Regions from separate parts of the Zea mays genome. Here region 2 is linked to region 1. Evidence: chromatin contacts called from public Hi-C data. All regions are on one chromosome and are shown on one strand. The core of a region is the stretch at or near the end of the contact, and the rest is flanking DNA. Distances in the headings are between cores, read along the strand shown.

Region 1 (4,132 bases), core at 1,161-3,660:
GGTGAATCAAAACAACTAGAATAATCATAAACAAACAATGAAAGCAATCAGACAAAGTTATGTGACTAAAAAAAACAATAACCTTAAACCCAGCATCTTTTGCCAAACAGAAGCAATCAGCAACAGCAGCCACCGTGTGTCCTCTGTTTGTGTCACGGGCAACATCTTCATATGTACTCTGGACACCAATTTCCAGGCGAGTACAACCATAAGATAGCATCTGGCGCAGATGAGGCCCCAAGCAATAATCAGGTCTCCTAGAATTCCGAGAGAAAAAAACATTTCATTGGGATTAAATTCATAGGGAAGTGGGAAAGGCAACACATTCCTTTTGAATTGAAGTAATAAGAAGCACCATCCAATTATGCGATGATACTTACGTTTCAATCGTCATACCAATACATTTGACAGCACTATGTTCGGAATAACAAATAGCCTCCTCAACATTTGCTGAAGTGTGCCCCGACAAAGCATCATGAAGATTTCTGATAAAATAATCGCGATAATCAGCTGGTAAGGACATGAAAGTCCCACCCATCAAGATGAACTCGACCTGCAATGTACATTATAATCATCTCCAACTGCTGGTCAAAATTTAATACAGCATGTCGTGAATATAAGAATCAATAAAATTGAGCTGAGTGCTGTCTTGGACTCCAGACAAACCTTATCCACACTATGCCCTAACCTCTTGAGCTGATCTATCCTGCTCCTGGCTTGCACATATGGATTATACCTAGAATGTAAATGTAGATCAAGAAAATTATCGACCAAAAGTGTATCAACAAATCAGTTTAAATAATCACAGTGCACAAACATCTGTAGCTTTAAACATAGTCCATGACTACAAGATTATCCAAAGATCCCTAGTTGGCATTGGTGTACCTTCATTATTAGCAAGCAACAAATAGAGAACTTTTTATGTTTTATCTTCTTTAGGGGAATCCCTATTGTAGATTTCATCATCATTAAAAAAAAAGGCATGAAGAGAAAAGGGAGACAAAATCTGTATAGCTGAAATGTAGGGGGGAGGCATGCAACAGGCAGCCAAGCGAGAAAAAAAGATCACACAAGCTAGTTACATAATGGGTTTAACAAGCAACAGGCAGCCAAATAGAGAACTTTATTCACAGTTCTTACAAGTTTGGTCAGCATGTGTACTTAGGGCCCGTTTGGTTAGAGGGACTAAAGATTAGTCCCTGGTTTTGTCCCATTTAGGGCCCGTTCGTTTGTCCAGGATTAGACCAGGATTTATTCCAACTTATCAAAACTTACATAAATTAGAGAAACAATCCGGCCAGGAACTGTTCCAGGCCTTCAATCCGTGAAAAACGAACAGGCCCTTAATCTTTTTTTTGCCAAACGGAAGGACTAAATTAGAGACTAATTGGTTTTAGTCTCTAGTCCCTCAAATAGGTGCTAAAAGGGACAAAAGGGCACCTTTTCCACTTGTTGCCCTCACTTTTTCCATTGGTGCCGTACACCACAAATAAGGCAAGGGGTATTTCAGTCTTTGTATACCACATTTAATGTGTTGAGAATCTGTTTAGTCCCAGTCCCTGGACTGTCCCTGGACTAAACTTTAGTTCTAGGACTAATAGATCCAAACGGGCCTTATTTTCAGTAAAATGTTCCGTATCTAATGCAGGCAGTCTGTAATGGATTTTATGAACTAAGACATGATTTGAAGCATGCTTTACAGGCTGTCTAACAGATTCTTCTGCGATGCTATCACAACTGTAAGTCTGTAACACAAACACGAAGTCACTGCACTCCTAGGTACAGAAAAGTTTAAATAAAAGCAGTTAAAGGAAGCATGGACACCAATGCACTCCAGTGAAATTACCTTGCCCGAATGGCACGCATGCTGGTGGGTTCGTATCCAGTGTAGGATTGCGTGCTGTACTCGAAGTCGGAGTCGGGACCGCCCGGGCAGTAGACACAGATGTTACCGGTGGTAGCGATGTGGGGGCAACGGTGCGGCTTCGACATGACGGCGACGACGGCGATACCCGACGCCGTGCGCACGGGCTTAGCGCGCAACCGCGGCAGCAGCGCGGCGCGGTCGGCCTCGGGCACGGCAGCGATCATCTCCACCAGCTTGGGCGCTCGCGCCAGACCGTATCTCCGGCACGCGGCGGACTTGAGCGCGTTGAGGTCCACGTCCTCCCCGCGCCGCGAGAGCTCCCCCATCGCCGAGACAATCTCGGCGATGGCCCGCACCCTGGCCTCCTCCTCCGAGAGACCCGCAGGGAGGGCCACTCCCCCGCGCCCCGGGGCCGGCTTCCGGCGGCGCGGCTGCTCGGGTACCACCATGGCGGTGGCGGCGGTTGCCATCGGGAGGGAAGGGTTTTCTGAGAGGGATTTGGGGCTTCGGGTCGAGAACGAGTTGAGTTCGGTCGGGTCGGTGTTTCTCTCGGCCGGTCGGCCCTCGGCCTCGGTTACGGTTCAAAATCTCCCGGCTCTGTACAGCCGTCAGATCATAGAATGAACGGTAAGGATTAAAAACGTTGTTTAGCAAAGTTGTGCTAGCACGAGTCTAAGGCTAGCTCCAACAACGCACTGTAAAGCGTTCTGTACTCTAAATTTAGAGTTCAGAAGCCTCCTCTAGGCGCCCAGCAAGGTCCTCTAAATGACACTCTAAAATTTAGAGGACGCCGCACGCACCCTAGATGTGGAGACTTGGAGACGTGCGCTATCCGGGCGAGTCGTCGGGCTCGCGCGGGGGTGAAAAATTCGAGCGCGCTGTAGTCCCGTCGCTGGCGACTTCGATTCATCTCGGCGAGGGGGCCTCGCGGCGCGGCTCGTCGGCGGAGCCGGGCAAGCTGGGCTCAAAGCGGCCGTGCTCGAGCGGGTCCGGCGGCGGACCGCTCTCGGTGGTTGGAGGCAAGGAGGTGGCCCGCGAGGAGACCGAGATCCAAGGGTCCGGTGCAACCGTCGGTGTTCGTCGCCGTCGAACCGCCATCGCGAAGAAGCTGAGAAGATCCACGGCGCCGACGAAGGAAGGTGCGCAGAAACGCAAGCGCATCTCGTCGCCGCCATCTTCATCGGCTTCCACTAGCTCCGGTGCTCCACATCCGAAGAGAAAAATTGTATGTTGTATTTTGCATATGTTCTTCATCAATGTACTTTACTACATCCCAGCGGTTTGAGTAAATGCATTATATGTTTTGCAGACATCTCTTGCGGCTACTCGGTTTGCTGCTGTTGAAAAGAAGCCCTTCCATTTCTTACATTGTTGGTCCATATTGAAGGATCAACCAAAATGGATGGACCAGCACATGGGTAACCAGATTCCTCCACCGAACCCTATTGGAACCCAATCCAATACTATTGACTTAGATGGTGGTGAAGACTCAGCTCCATCAAGTTTTACTTCGAAGAGACCGCTTGGTCGTGATTCAGCCAAGGAAAAGGCAAAGAAGCAAAGATCAGAGAACACATCATCCACTGATTCGGAGTATCTAACACGGATGGGTGAGCTTTCTTTGGAACGGTTATCTGTGTACAAATCAGTAGCTTCAACTGAGGAGAAGAAGTTGGAGTTCATGAAGAAACAGGAGAGGCAGAAACTCATATTGGAGAGGAAGAAGCTTAATCTAGAGAAGATGAAGATGGAACGACAAAAGGTGAAGGAGGAGACGGAACATGAGGTACTGATATTGAGCATGGATTTGACAAAATGTAACCCCCTCCTTCGACAGTACTATGAGGCGAAACAACAGGAGATTCTGGCAAGGGTGACTGGAAGCTCGTCGTCAAGCAAGTGAATGTTCATGAAGACATTGTAGTGTTTGAGGAAGTAATGTTAGTTGTTTTCGAAAACAAGTTTATTTACAGCACTTGTGCACTTGACATTTTCCTGTTGTGTCATGGTTTGGAGAACAAGTTTATGTTTCTGCACTTGTCATTTTTCTGAGAATGAAGAACAAGTTTATGTTTCTGCACTTGTGCATTGTAGGGGTTGTACAATAATGTTGTTGCATACAAATAGTAGACTTGCTTCATCATATTGCAGTAGTTGCATTCCACCATTACACATAATAGCTTGGGACAAACATAACCTAGGACATTACTGCATACTACCTTCAGACAAACAGAACATACGACATTACACATGACACTACGACAT
Region 2 (4,132 bases), core at 1,092-3,591, 320 kb before region 1:
CCTCAGAGAGCCATCGGAAGCACAAGATGAAATTCAATTAGGCAAAAGATGCATTTTATGATTGGCAATAGTAACTGTGTATTTTATTTCTAACACATATAAATTGAATTTGATAGTTCATACTCCATTACAAATTTATATTCCATCTTGGATTTGTCCAAAGTCAAACTTCTCTAACTTTGACCATGCTTGTAGAAAATATATTGACATCTACAAGTACAAATAAGTTCTCTATCAAAATATATTGCATAAAGACAGGGGTGAAGCTACATGCACGAGAAAGGGTGCATATGCACCCACGGAAATTTGTAAAACCAGTGATTTAGAGCGAATTTTCACCATATATGCACCAGTTATAAATCGTTACTACGCACCCTCAAAGCATTTGCACCCTCTCCTCTGATTCACTCTAGCTTCGCTACTGCATAAAGAATTTATTGGAGCTCATACGATATTCTAGATGTTTGAATGATTTTCTATATATTTGTCAAAGTTAAAGAAGTTTGACTTAGAACAAAGCCAATATGAACTATAATTTGAAACGGAGGAAGCAAGTAGATATGCACAAACATTATGCATGTAGATAACAGAGAGAAAACAGCTAGGTATCAGAGGCACACGTGGTTTGTAGCTCAATATGAAAAGAGACTTACAGGCTCATGACCCTTTATCTTCATGAAACCACGCAACAATTCACGTTTGTAATGGCAATCACCACTAAGGTGATTGGCTCGAATCTAAGAATAGAATAGATGTAGTGGCGTTAAACCAAGCATAAGTTTCCATGCAACAATACATGACAATAAAGAGCTGTATTTGTAAAGGGAGAGAGCTTTCTTACCTCAGAGCAAGCATGGTGAGCACAATTCGTCCAGTTCAGATTTTTGGCAACACAGTCATCATAAGCATGTATCAGTTCATGAATCATGACCTGAGTTATCTCATCTTGACAGGTCATGTGATTGCAGCAAACTTGTATCTGGACACAACCATCGCAAAATTAAGCCTATTCTGCAATGTGCCATTAGTAATCGACTAGGAAAAATAGAGTAATACGTATCACAAATGAATCAAAGCATTAAAGAACCCAGTGTTTTTTTCTTCTTCTGACGAACACATAAGCACATAGTTACAATATTACTGAGAAAAAAAAAGAGTGCCATATCCAAGTGAACCATGAGATTTACTAATGTGTTGCAAGTAGAAGACCCATACATCTTACAGAAACTATATGCAAGTTTTCAGCAAATTAAGCAGCGTCCCAAGAACTAACAATAGCATAGGTTCTTTAGTCTCTAACTATATGCAATAAGTTGCCAATTGGTAATACAATGAACATAGATATCGAAGATGTACTGCATTTATAAAGGAACAGTCAATCAAGCTTGTAAGCGAGGCCAAGTGTCCAACAGACTCCATCACTAGCTCTTACGCCTTTTTTTTATATTTTTGAGATGAGATATCACACTTTTGGCATATCAGATTTTGAGATGGAAAATCGTGAGCAGTATGGTTGGCAATCCTGAGCTGAAGTAGCATGCAACAGTCATATGAAATGCAGCTAAAAGCACTGTCATATGCCAAAACGAAGACTATTTGTTCGTAGCACGTCCCACTAGAACGGATGTTGGTTGCACTCCTATTTCGTAGTCGTGAAGAGAAGATCCAAACAGATGAACAGCGGCAGCGCTGTTGGTCAACGCAAGCTTGTAGCCTTGTACTTATTATTACTACACCCTATCAAATAAGTGGCGACGATCCTTTCCGAAGCAGAAGACAAGGAAAGGAAGTGGAAGCATACCCCTTGCTGGCTAGCGTAGCCGCCGGCGGAGGAGCAGGTCGCCGCCCGGATGAGGCGCGGCCACACCAGGCACCCGGCACTCTCCATCCGCTCCCTCAGGAACCGCACCGTGGGATCTGCGCGGCGGATCGACAGGCGGGGTCAGCGCACGGAGGGTGACACGCGGTGGCCTCGAGAGTCGAGACCAAAGAGGAAAGGTAGAGAGGAAGAATCCGCCGCCGTGGTGGTGGTGGTGGTGCCGGCTGCGGGGCGCGCGTACGTTTGAGCGCGGAGCGGATGCCCTCGACGCATTCTTCGTGCGGCATGGCGGGGATCGAGGAGCGCTTCGGCGAGGGCTCGGAGGACTCGCGGACGCCAGCCTCGGCGCGACTGCCGCCGTTCCCCTCCGCCATTTCCGTCCCCGTGCCGTGCCCGTGCCCCTCTCCCCTACGCCGGCGGCGGCTGCGTCGAGGGGTTTAGGTTCAGCCGGCGGCGGCTGCGTCGCCTCGGTTGGGATGGGACTTGGGAGTTGGTTTGGGCCAGTCGGAAAGGTTGTTGGGCCGGAAACTTAACGGTATACTGCAATGGGCCTGCAAGTAGTAGATGATGTTTTTTATCCCGAGAGCAGCTAATCGAGAGCAGCAGCTTGCACTTGTTTAAGCTAAGCAACCGCACTGGGACTGGGACAAAACAAAAACCTCTCTGGTCTGTCGTCTCGGGCGGGGCGGGGCACACGCGTAGCAGAAGCAACTTTTTTTGTTTATCTGCGTCTTCTTCTGCCGCGCGCGGCGATCGATCCGGAACACACACCGGAACCGGACGGCATGGCACGCACGGTGGGGCGCATGCACGTGGCGCGCCAAACACGCGCGAATCCAGCCGGCCCTTCTCGTTGCTCAAGAACGCAAGGGAGGCCGTGCAAACCTGCTGGCTCCGTCCACGCAGTCGCAGGCAGCAAGCTAGCTCTAGGAGCTGAGAATCTTTTTGGGAGCGAGGCTTTCGGCACGGTGCCCAGAAACCCAATCATCGATGCTCTCTCTGACTCTCTCTATCTCTATATAGCCGGCATCAGTGATTGCATGTGGGAGTACAGTACAGCACGTACGTTTTGGCCCTTGTTAAGCGCTCGGTTTGTAGAGAGCAACAACGTAAAATAAAGCTGGCCATGCTTAATGATGGCGCACCATATCACAGCAGCAGCTACTCGGCTAGCTCATCAAGTCATCATCTATACCCTGTCGATCGAGGGAAGTGTACGTTCCGGGGTTGTTAGGCGTTGTGTAGTGTAGACCCTAGCTAAGTTCTTCTGCTACTGCTCTGCGCAGGGCTTATTGTTTATAAATTATAATAATTTACTACTTGAAGGGCGAAATAAAACTAGGCTGGGTTTTCTTCTTCCTTTGGACAGAGGAATAACAGAGAAGAATGTTCATTCCGGTCAAAGGGTGAGCCAACTTTATTTCGATTGGACGTGCGATGAATTTACTCTAGTGCACAATGCACAGCACGGCGCCCTTGCCCCTGCCCCTATGGGCTATGGCGTAGGCGTAGCCTTTCATGCCCCTGCTCCTGCAACGGTAGGTTTCTGGCGATGGTCATGCCATGATCCTGCCACGTCAGAGACGCCGCACGGCACACGTCCAGCGGAAAGTTCTCTCTCGCCTTTTTCGTTCTTCTCGAAGAAAATTTCCTGCTATTTCATGGCACGCCTTTCTGCATTTCTGGGACGTCGGGCATGCTACACCGTACACGACGTGAACGTGTTTATTTTTTTCTCCCTCCATTTTATCATCCTGTCTTTTCATGCCATTCATGGCGCTATTCGTTGGAATTACTTGCTTGACCAGAATATTTGCATTTCAAACCCTAAATTACATGACACATTGTTTGATGAAGCAACCGATCAGTTTTAGGGCTCCTTTAGAACACATGAATAGTATAGCAATTTCACATGAATTAGTTCAAACACATAGAAAAAATATATATGCAGGATTCAGTTTATTATCCTTGGATTACTAGAGAGTTGTTACTCCCCACTAGTTCTCATTGGATTAGCGTTAAAAATAAAAGCGAGTCCGAAAGAGAGGGCGAAAATAAATCACAAGCAAATGAAGAGTGTGACATGATGATTTGTTTTACCGAGGTTCGGTTTTTGCAAACCTACTCCCTGTTGAGGTGGTCACAAAGACCGGGTCTCTTTCAACCCTTTCCCTCTCTCAAACGGTCACCTAGACCGAGTGAGCTTTTCTCCTCAATCAAATGGGTCACTTAGACCCCCACAAGGACCACCACACAATTGGTGTCTCTTGCTTTGATTACAATGGTGTTGAGAACAAGAATGGGAAGAAGAAA

What was found. Hi-C and Micro-C count contacts between places; a contact is called where the count stands out from the background.
Region 2: a Hi-C map of tassel shows a contact between it and region 1, with 2.3 times the contacts expected there. The contact joins the promoter of LOC100272939 here to the promoter of LOC100216833 in region 1. A contact is called at or near these places in 3 of 25 Hi-C or Micro-C datasets (ear, leaf mesophyll and tassel).

Annotation. Positions count from the first base shown.
Region 1 is chr2:38,107,194-38,111,325 of Zm-B73-REFERENCE-NAM-5.0, reverse strand. It overlaps LOC100216833, which reads right to left and starts at 2,410. Exons shown (of 9, transcript NM_001143227.1): 1 at 1,847-2,410; 2 at 667-736; 3 at 381-553; 4 at 83-257. The coding sequence starts at 2,337. LOC103648563 (protein ALP1-like) reads right to left here. Exons shown (of 2, transcript XM_008673013.3): 2 at 3,986-4,132.
Region 2 is chr2:38,425,308-38,429,439 of Zm-B73-REFERENCE-NAM-5.0, reverse strand. It overlaps LOC100272939 (ku70-binding protein), which reads right to left and starts at 2,341. Exons shown (of 5, transcript NM_001147391.1): 1 at 2,061-2,341; 2 at 1,802-1,917; 3 at 842-979; 4 at 654-737. The coding sequence starts at 2,193.